2 separate regions of the Mus musculus genome follow, and region 2 is linked to region 1. Evidence: chromatin contacts called from public capture Hi-C data. All regions are on one chromosome and are shown on one strand. Each heading gives the region's core, a stretch centred on a gene start, on an enhancer-like site or on the middle of the called end of the contact. The rest is flanking DNA. Distances are from core to core; before and after follow the strand shown. Region 1 holds the start of Tssk2 (testis-specific serine kinase 2). Region 2 holds the start of 4933432I09Rik (RIKEN cDNA 4933432I09 gene).

Region 1 (5,208 bases), core at 1,255-3,754:
AAGCACACCAGACTTTTCTGACACCTGGGTCTTGCTTTGATTGCATGAGAGCCACCTTTTCTAGTCTGCTGGCATTGGGCCTCTGAGGCGGGGTTGGGTACCTTCCTCCTTGGGCCTCATACTACTTAGTTTTTGTCAGTTTGACAGAAGCTAGAATCACCTGGGAAGAAGGAACCTCAATTGAATTACCTCTCATCAGATGGGCTTGACGGCATGTCTGCAGGCATTTTCTTGATCGTCAATCGATGTAGGAGGGCAGTGGTCTTGGGTTGAGTCAGAAAGCCTGGGAGGAAACTAGAGAGGAAGCCAGCCAGGACGTGACACTCCTTCATGGTGTCTGCTTCAGCTCCTACTTGAGGTCCTGCTCTGGCTTCCCTCAGTGATGGACTGTGATGGAAAGTGTGAGCTGAATAAACCCATTTCCTCCCTTAAGTTATTTTTCTATCAATTGTTTATTTAGTGTTTCCTATCAAGGTAACAGAGACCAGGCCTCTGCTAACCGTTCCCCACAGTGAGGCTGCCCTGGGACCTTTAAGGGCAGGAGCTGGGACCTGAGCTAGGGAAGCTTAAGCGTTAATCCAAGGAATTCCTCCAGCCAGTGGGAAGCAGAGACAGGAGATGGGGAGGAAGGGTGCGGTCTAGGCACTGACCACCTCAAGCATTTGGCCAGCATGAGGGAGTCTGTAAGGAGAAATGGTGTCTAGGCACTTTGAGGGCTGCTGACCAATGGGTGCTGCAGGTCTACAGAATGGGTAAAATAGCAACAAGTTTCCAGGCGAGCTGCCCCATTCCTGGGGATGGTGTGGTGAGACTTGCACAGCAAAGGTCTCTGATTTTGATTGCCTCTCTGAAGTGAATGGACAATGACCACTGTGTAAGAACAAGACAGGGGTGGGGTGGCTTGTATTGCATAAGATAGGAGAGAGGCATGGAGCTGTCCAGTGCTGGAGGCCTTGGGGATAGAAGAAAGGCCAAGTGTGAGCCTAGCAAAAGGATGTGATAGAGGCAGACCTCACTGACTGCCTTTGTCTGAGTGCAGGTTCCTGAACCCCTATGCTGGAGATCCCCGCGCTGGATGAGTCCTAGAGAAAAAGACTCCCCACTGGGCACTCTCAATACTTGTATACACTTTGTGGTTTATTTGGTGGTCAGTAATTAATGGCTTTGCTACTAAGTGGAAGAAAGCTAATAGAACGTAATCAAAATAGTGGTTTAATTGACGAATTTTACTTGTTCCTTGCACCTGTGCCTTCTTCAGCTCCTACCTGCCTACTTAGCTTATGTGGGTGCAGACTGCACACCACGATACCCCCAGGGCCCTCTCCACCACTAGGTACTTGCTTTCTCCACCTCAGCTCCAGAAATGTGATGGTCTTTAGCTCTGGAAGTCTCAGCCAGCCTGTCTTCCATCCTGTCTTCATTCTCGGGTGTCACCAGCATCCGTTGCTGGGGTTTGGTCGCCAGCTTGTGGTCAGGCCGGTGTTCGGGTCTGGAGCCTGGTCGAGTATCCAACTTGCAATCAGCTCGATACTTGCCTTCCCCCTCCCTCTTGAAGGAGGCAGAAGACATGGCTTTGGGCTTGGGGGGCTGTAGCCATGAGTGGCTAAGGATCTCATCAATGTGCAGCCGCCGGTTGACATCTGGCTGTAGGATGCGGTAGATGAGGTCCTTGCACTCACCAGTTAGGTTCTTGGAGCGTGGGAAGTCCACTCGGTGCTCCTTCTGGATGCGCAGCATCTTTTTGATGTCAGAGTCATCGTAGGGCATGGAGCCACAGACCATGATGTAGAGAATCACACCCAGGCTCCAGATGTCATACACCTTGGGCTGGTAGGGGATGCCCTGCAGCACCTCGGGGGCTGCATAAGCTGCTGACCCACAGAAGGTTTTGCTGAGGACGATGCGCCCACTCCCGTCCCGCAGGCAGCGCTTGGAGAAGCCGAAGTCAGACAGTTTGATGTTGAAGTCCTTGTCAAGCAGAAGGTTCTCACATTTGAGGTCTCGGTGGACGACATCCAGGTCGTGGCAGTACTTGACGGCTGAGGAGAGCTGGCGGAACATCTTGCGTGCCACATCCTCATGCAGGGCTCCTCGGCACTTGATGAACTCGAGGAGGTCGCCCTGGACGCCCAGCTCCATGACAATGTAGATGCGTCCATCAGAGGTCTCAAAGATCTCGTAGGTCTTAATGATGGAACGGTGGTTGACGGTCGCCAGGATGTCCATCTCCCTAGGAAGGAATCTCTCCACAAAGTCAGTGGGTGTTTTCTTGCGGTCTATGATCTTGACTGCCACATTGAACTTGAGGCGCTCTGAGTAGGCAGATTTGACTTTTGCGTAGGAGCCCTTGCCCAGATTGATTCCCACGATGTAACCCTTCTTCCTTAGGACCGCCGCATCGTCCATGCTGCCAGGAGCGGCCGGTGCCGCCGCCCTCTACATCCCCTCCCCACACGGGCCAGCAGGCATTGTCCTCATTCCCACTGTGGGGAGGCGTCTGGCTAGGCTGGGCCTGGAGTGGAACGCTCAGCACTGTCACCAAGTGACCAGCGAATGAAGTCATAAAGCTGGGCTGCTGGGAGTGGGGACTGGGCTTGGGGGAATGGGACCCCTGGATGGAAGCCAGGAAGGCCTAGAAGGAGCACCCCCTCCCTACCCACTGGAATGAAGCTGGCATTCAGACTTGTGGTAACCTTCCCTGGCCCTTTTTCTTGCTGTGGCTTCGTTGTCACCAGTGAGGCCCAGAGAGAAGCGGTACAGGTCCAGTCTCATCCCCGTTTCCCTGTTGGGCCATGGGAACTGGTCCTGTGTTGGCCCTCACTTCATTAGAGCCAAGTCCCTGCCATTTCTTTGGAGTTTGAGGAAAACTTCCTATGAGTTTGTATCAGTCAGTGGAAGCTGCCCAGGTCCAGTCAGTCCAGTGGTGGGTCCAGTCTACTGGATGAAAGCAGTTCCATGTTTAGGGTCTTTGGGCTACAGAGTGGGCAGTTGAGGCACATCCCTGGTGAACAGGTGTGTGTGGGTGGGAGGGTAGGTAGTACAAGGGGATGTACTGAGGGTCCAGGTAGGCAGGTGCATGCTTGGGAGGGTGTGGTGTGGAAGATGAGGAGGCTCTAACCAGATGTACAAGGTGGTGAGGTACCCAAGCAGACAGGTGCTGAGAATGGTAAAAAGTGTAAGTCAGGAAAGAAGGTCATGAGCTTTTTTCTGCAAATGATGGGCAGCCCTTATAGAACCTGACTCCTTTTTAAGGCGGTTGCTGTTAGGAAGAGAAGCTAATTGGCTTTGGAATGCATGTGGAACCTCAGGGCCTCGAGCCAGAGCAAGCATCTGAGGGTCAAGGGGAGAGGGGAGGGTTAGGAAGAGCCAACCTGGGCCTGGTTAGTGAGGAGGGGACTGTGTTAGGCTTGGTGCAGGATAGCCCAGGGATCGATAGCCCTTAGCATTGCCCATGGAAGCAAACTTGGAGGTTTTGTGAGCAAGTGAGCCAGGGCTACATGAAGTGCTGTGGCAGCGCTCACTGTCCACATGTTGGACTGTCTTGTGTTTTGTGCATGGATGTATGTGTTGCAAGGTAGCATCCTGTGTACACCCTCTTGGCTCCTTTAGAAGTCCTCTGCTTATTTTCACATCCCATGGGAGTCTTAGACTTTCAGTGAGTTGCCAGAATGTGAAGGTGTTGTGTTTAGAGAAAAAGCAAGAAGGCCAGTTTCTAGATGGGGAGGTGTAACAGAAGACATCAAACAGGAAGTGACATAGTCAGATGCAGAGTGGACAAGAGGGAAAAGATGATATGGGGAACAAGAATATACCATAGAGGCCACCTTGAAGTCCTAGTCTTAAAGCCCCTGAGTGACGCACACAGCAGGAGATCTTGTGTCACTTCCTGTCTCAACTGTCTCCTCCTTGAATTCCAAGCAACCTCAGGCCATCTTGGTGTCTTCTGTCTCCCAAACCTAGCAAGACTACAGAGATGAAAAGGCAGGTGCCTACACACTTCTCAGCACACCCCACTAGCTAGCCCCATGTCCTAGAGCCTTCTGCCCCATCCAAGTTTCTTCGTGACACTTCTCCAGTCTCACTTGAGTGTTGCTCATGGTCTGTACTATGCCTGAACCCTGGATACTTGGTTCTCGCAGGCACAATTCACAGAAGCAGGCTACAGAGTGTAGCTTGATCCCAGAAGGCTGAGGAGGACAAAGCCCCTTGGCTGAGCCTGGGGTGGGCACAATTTTCAGAGGTGAATTGGCAAGTATGCTTATGGCACATGGGGTACAGGGATGAGGGGGCATTGATGGGCAGAAGTCCTCTCTGAGCATGGGAAGATATAGCCTGGGTGTCGATGTGAAAACTGGGAGGCAATGGGTGGGACAGTACACAGTGGGGCAAAGGTGGGCTGCATGTGGTGCAGGTGCAAGAAGGTCACATCCAGGAACTCACTGAACACTACTTTTCTAGGTTACTTGGCATTGGTGTCTTCCCAAGGAAGAGGCATAGGTGGACCCATGGTTGAGATGAATCTAAATGTTTTTGGTTTTGTGTATTAAACCCTTTATCTTCTGTAAGGTTGCCCAGAGTGAGGTGAAGAAAGGGGCCACAATGGCAAGGTGAAGACTGCTTGGGACACGACGTAAGCAAGGCAGGCAGCACATGGAAGCCAGTGGTGCCAGGTGCAGGCCATGCCCATTTGGAATACCAGTAGCTGCCTTTCTTGCCCATAGGGTTAAGACATGCTGCCAGTTTTGCTTTGCAGAGGTCAGCTTCCAGCTCTGCTGTGGCATCTCCTCTGGAACTGATTGAGATTGGAGGGGAATGAGATGCAGTCAAAAGCTAGACAGACAGGGCTGTAAGACATACTTGGGTTAGCTAGTGGAGCCCCCTACTCCTGGGCTGGGAAATGGTGGTATGTAGCAATTTAGGGCACAGTTGAGAACTGAGTGCCAACTGGAAAGGGAGAACATGTCCAATGTTGTACAGAGCTGAAAAACCAGCTGCTAAGCAAGTCCCAGGAGGTACACTAGGGCTGGTCTGTGTGCCTTCTGTATTCTCCCCAGCCCCTCACAGGCAGATTTGTGCAGCCTGAAGCCCTGGTGTAGTGATGAAACACCTGCCTAGACCCTGAGCCCTGATGGAGGAAGCCAGCTCTCCTAGACAAGGAGGACAGGGCTCTCTCTGCTTCCAGCCCTTCCTCTACAGATAGCTAGGTTC
Region 2 (5,208 bases), core at 1,815-4,314, 320 kb before region 1:
TATTCCTATCTCTCTCTCCCTCCCTCCCTCCCCCCCCCCGTGTATGTACACGTGTGCAGATGCACATAGGACCCAGAAGACAGCACTGGATCCCATGAAACTGCAGTTACAGGTGGTTGTGCATCACCTGCCATGGATACTGGGAACCAGACTCTTGTCTTCTGCAAGAGCAGCAACTGCTTTTAACTGCTAAGCTATCTCTGCACCCCATCAATGTTCCATTTTGGGGGTACAATATTTCACTAATGAAATCTCTTCTGCTTTCCCCATTTGTTTGAAACTCTGGGTTTCTTCTATTTGGCTTGGATATTTGTATGTCAATTCCTTTAAGTCCCAGCTCTCTCTTACTTTAAAACAAATAATTTATTCTATGTGTATGTGTGTTTTGCCTGCTTGCATGCCTTGTGTCCATTGAGCTAGAAGAGACTGTCAGATGTGTTTTGTTGTTTTGTTTGAGACAGTGTCTCTCACTGGGACCTGGGGTACTCGGATTAAAGGAGGGTAGCTGGCTAGCCAACCCCAACCAGATCTGCACTAGGACAGACTGTGAGCCATTACCCCTGGCTTTCTACAGAACTTCCAGGATCAGTCTCAGGTCCTCAGGCTTCACTGGCAAGCGTTCGGCTGAGCTGTCTTAGCCGTCCTCTCTCACTTTATACACAGCCTTGTGCCATTTAATGATGGGGTGCATTCTGAAGAATTTGGCATTCTAAAGCACACGTGTGTAAGCCTAGATGGCACTGTATCCTACACAGTTGGGTCATGTGGAGCTTGGGTGGGAAGAACCCGCTGCTCCTTGGCTGCTGAGTGGGACAGTGTGAGACTGAGGAAGAGCAAGGTAGTGTGCTGGGGAGAGGCACAAAGCACAAGAGGCCAGAGAGCGGCTACAGCTTACCCCAGCTGCATTCATTCTACAGTAAAGCCCTTTAAAAACACAAACACAAAGAACACACTAAACTAAATGAAAGTGTCCTATCATAAGTGCGGTAGCAGTCAGCACAGGCATTTATTGCCATGTTGCAGTACTGGGCTCTGTATGCGTGCTCCGCACTGTCTTCCACTGACCATGCAGTGGTGTACTCTTGCCCTCCCAGCACAACGGTGAGGGATATGTTATATCATGATGCCAACAGCATAAGTAGTTGATGTGACATTTTCTTAGCAGTGATGAGCATGACACCCAGGGCTTTGCACATGATAAGCAGGCATCTACCGCTGAATTATTCTTCCATCCTTGGTATTAAATATTGTCTGTCTGTCTGAGGAATACTGATGTTTTAAAATTAAGTCACTTACTTTACACCCCATCACAGCTCCCCTTCTCCTGCCCCTCCGTCCTATTATGCATTCTTATGATTCTTATGGGAGCACATATTGCCTATAATTGACCAAAGGATTATGTAACACATGAGGATTTTTTTTTGACAAGTTTGAATCTCACTGGTCATACTTTTTCATCGCTGGAGGTCACTGTGAGCCCCTCAGTGCCTCTTCCTTTTCAAGGTACCCTGTTCTTTTTTTTTTTTTAGGATGCAGCGGTTTTGGAGAAGGACAAGACCTTTTGATGACGACTTTTTCTTTTCCCCTTATGGTTCTTTGGTTCTGTTTTCCTTTATTCTTGATCACTTCCCAGCAGATACTCTTCAAATAAAAACCTGTTTGGGGTTTTTTTTTTTCTATCTCTGTTTATGAAGGAGTTCAGAAAGCTAAAAGGTATTTTTTTTTTCTGTTAAACCATAGGGAGGTCCAGGTTGAAGCAGGAGGGCCTCTTGCCATGCATATCACTGCTCCAGCTCTGGTATCTGGAATGATGAGACCTAGGGAGTTTGCCAAGGAATTCTGTTGACAGCTGCCATAATCAGTACTGGAGTCCAAGCTTGTCTGCAGCCAGTTCCTGCTTCCCAGCCACTTGTATCCCGAGTTAGCTGAGTCCCGCTTTCAGTTTGCTGAAGTCCCTTACAGACTAACGGCCGGTCTCCTGTTGTCTTGCAGACCTGGAATGAATACCCATCAGGGGCCACTGAAACCTGTGGCGGAGGAGCTGGTGTGCGCTACAATGAGAGCTCCGGTGGGGCCCAGCTGGCACACAAGCTGGAGTCCTGCATTTTTCCAGTATGGGATGCATCTCTACACTCAGTACAGACTGAGGCTGGCAGTCACACTAGAGGAGAGGCCTGGAATTGCCCCAGCATGCCCTACGGCACTCAGAAGCTGCCCACTCTGGTCCCTGGAGGGGCTTCTAAGCCCTCTGCCTGTTGGTTTCTTTCTGGGGTTTCATGGTTACCAGGATATGATGATCTCAGAGGTGGGAGCCCAGGAAGGCCCTTGGATGGCTTTGGAATGGGGTGGCTTCAGCAAAGGCCCTGAGTAGCTGACAGTGGTGGTCGTGGTGTCTTTGTTCTATATTCTGAGTCTCCAGACTTGGTAAGGGCCCAGTAGATACTCAGGATGCTGTCCTGTTAGTACCACACAAAGGCTGCAGGCTAGGATCCTCAGGTCACAGCTCCAAGTGCTCAGCGTGGGCTACAGTTACTGAGCAGCCGTGGAAGGACTGAGGGCACTTCAGGTGCTCATATGTTCTGAGACCTTAGGTGCCTACCTTAACCCGAAACCCAATGTTCTCTGATCACCTTACCTTTGTTGGGCTGTGCCCTATCTGGAAGGCTGGTTTCTTTCAGACAGCCCCGAAGACGCCTCCCCCTTTTCCACGGTCCTTGTATGCTCTTGATCTCCAGAGAGTCCTGAGAGGTGAGGGAGTCTAGTAGGAGAGAAGAGCCCCAGGTCTGCCGTGTAGCTGGTTCCGCATGAGCATGAGCTGTGCTAGCATGTTAAATACCCTACAGATTGGTGTGTTGGGTTGGGTGAGGGTCTGTGTGGAGCCCCGAGGCTGCACTGGGTGGGAGTGCTAGGATGATGCAGACTCGAAGACACACAGAGAGTGTGGGACACTAGAGTGTGCTGTGAGGAGCTAGAGTGGCCCTAGCCCCTGTTGCTAGGCAGCGCATTTCCCTGGACACCAGTTGCCATGGCAGCCGCTTCCTGCCCATGTTGCCATGACACCCAGATGGCCTTGAGGAGCCTGAAGTGGTGGTAAGGGGCTAGCTATCCAGACACACTCACACCACCCTTCCCCCCAGCCCGGCTGGTGCCTAGGGGATGCTGAGGAGAGGAGAGAGGACAGGCTATGTTATCCAGAGCCGCTTGCCTACAGCTGGCCTGAGATGAAGTCAGGGGCTAAATGGGCAGATTCTACTCTCCTTACTATGGCCTTGACACTCAATGACCCATGCTCATTACAGGGCCTGAGTAGAACTCAGAGTCATAGAGCCAGCCACACCCATGAGAGATTCTCATTTCTGTATTTTTAACCTGGGCTTCTGGCCCTTACCCACCTAGTCTGTTCTCCACTTGCAGCCCCAAAGCACCCTGCGTAGGACTAGAGGATCCTACAGAACCTGGATGAATGTGTCTGGGGTTTCACAGGCATTCCTGGAGTGGCCTTGGGATTATTACCCTGTCATCCAGGACTCTGCCCAGTCCTTTCATCTCCTACCCAGGACCTAGGGTATGGCCTAGGCATGAACTCTCCTTTGCTCTGTTAGAGAGGCAAGATGACACTTGGCTCTGAGTCACAGCCTGTGACCTTCCAGGTGGCAGAGGGGCAGATGAGGGATGAAGTGGTCTGTGTGATGAAGTCACCCCAGGGCCAGAAGGTAGGGGCTGCTAGGCCTCTCTGTTCCTGGCAAAGTAGACATGAGTTTCTGAGAGCTGTGTGACCTTCTCGGCCTTCTCCAGTCTGCAGGGAGTGGGGAGTGCAGAGCAAGCAGGGTCCTGAGACCATGGTGTGGGCAAAAGAAGGTCTCAGAGCTAGGCATGCTACTTCATGCTTGTGTGTATCAGGATTTTGTAAGGCTAGAGCAGGAGGATTGCCATGAGTTTGAGGCCAACCTAGGATGCACAGTAAAATCCTGTCTCCATGTCTTATCCCCACAAAGAGGGCACTAGGTGGGCTGGGTCCTTGAGGTCTTCTAGGAATTCCCAGCTCCAGAGGTTGAAGCTCTTGGAGGAAAGGCACACCCATGGGGCGCTCAGTACTGGACATGGACTTTCTGCTCCTAGAATGTATGTGGTGACAGGCTGTTTGCTCCTCTCTTCTGTGGTCACTCTCTGGAAGCCACTGCTCATATTTTTTTTAAAAAATGATTTATCTATTTTATGTGAGTACACTGTAGCTGTCTTTAGACACACCAGAAGAGGGCACTGGATCCCATTGGAGATGGTTGTGAGCCACTGTGTGGTTGCTGGGATTTGAAGTCATGGCCTCTGGAAGAGCGGTCAGTGCTCTTGGCCACTCGTATTTTTAACTTTAACAGTCAGAAAGACAGTAAGAGTGCTAAAGACAACCCTTGTGAAAGACACAGTCCCAGTAGACAGCCATCATTTCAGGATGTCGGGGGCTCTGAGGCCTTGTACTGGGAGGTGGCCTGCTGACCGCCATGCTGTGCTCCACTAGGCTGCTGAGCGTAAGCACCCCTGCCCAAGCTGAGGACCCTCTCCTTTCTTAGGAGTCAGATCTCGTCTCTTGTTACTTCCAGATGGACAGTGGTGTCCAGAAAGTCAGCATGAATGGGCTGCCTGGCGGTCAGTACCAGTTCACCTTACTGGGGCTAGAACCTGGGTTCTTATCTTTCCTGTTGTATTCTATCTGACCCCACTCTTGATAGATACTGGCCTACCTGTCAGCGCAGGCAACAGTGCCAGGCTATAAACTCCAAAGGCCTATTTCTGTATCCTGATGACATAAAGACCCTCAGGTTAAAGTGGGACTGTGAACAAATGAGAGAGATCACTTTAAGCTGCCAAAAGCTGGCTCCTGGCTTCGATGCTGATGGCAGGCAGAGCAGGAGTAGACTGCAGTTCCCAGACTTGCCACCAGATGGTGCCTCAACCCTGCACCAGGCACAGATACTTGGGTGGGAGCCAGCACCCAGGGTCGACAGGCTAGGAAGAAATTGAAGAGTCTGCCAGGCAGAAACTTGTGCCACGGACAGATCAGACACAAAGCATCCACCCCCACTTGGATCTGTGGTTTCCATGACGGGTAGCCATGTGGTCACAGCTCTCACTGGTTTGAGGGCGCTCCTTTTTTTATTGCTTAGCACAGTGAGATCCTGTCTCTGTGTCTTATCCCCGCAAAGAGGGCACTAG

What was found. Capture Hi-C pulls out chosen DNA fragments and counts their contacts.
Region 2: a capture Hi-C map of embryonic stem cells shows a contact between it and region 1, with 3 times the contacts expected there. The contact joins the promoter of 4933432I09Rik here to the promoter of Tssk2 in region 1. A contact is called at or near these places in 9 of 39 promoter capture datasets (the C10 cell line, the SN4741 cell line, cranial neural crest and 4 more), 2 of 15 datasets of contacts at CTCF or cohesin (embryonic stem cells and large pre-B cells), 6 of 484 Hi-C or Micro-C datasets (Sertoli cells, embryonic stem cells, nephron progenitors and 1 more), 4 of 115 datasets of contacts at active chromatin or transcription factors (embryonic forebrain, large pre-B cells, pancreatic cancer cells and 1 more) and 4 of 9 other capture datasets (embryonic stem cells, liver, macrophages and 1 more).

The regions. Positions count from the first base shown.
Region 1 is chr16:17,895,933-17,901,140 of GRCm38.p6, reverse strand. Tssk2 (testis-specific serine kinase 2) reads right to left here and starts at 2,504. Exons shown (of 1, transcript NM_009436.2): 1 at 1,117-2,504. The coding sequence starts at 2,406. The coding sequence ends at 1,330. It overlaps Ess2 (ess-2 splicing factor), which reads left to right. Exons shown (of 10, transcript NM_022408.2): 10 at 1-432.
Region 2 is chr16:18,211,719-18,216,926 of GRCm38.p6, reverse strand. 4933432I09Rik (RIKEN cDNA 4933432I09 gene) reads left to right here and starts at 3,064. Exons shown (of 3, transcript NR_015575.1): 1 at 3,064-3,090. It also overlaps a transcript of Ccdc188 not described here.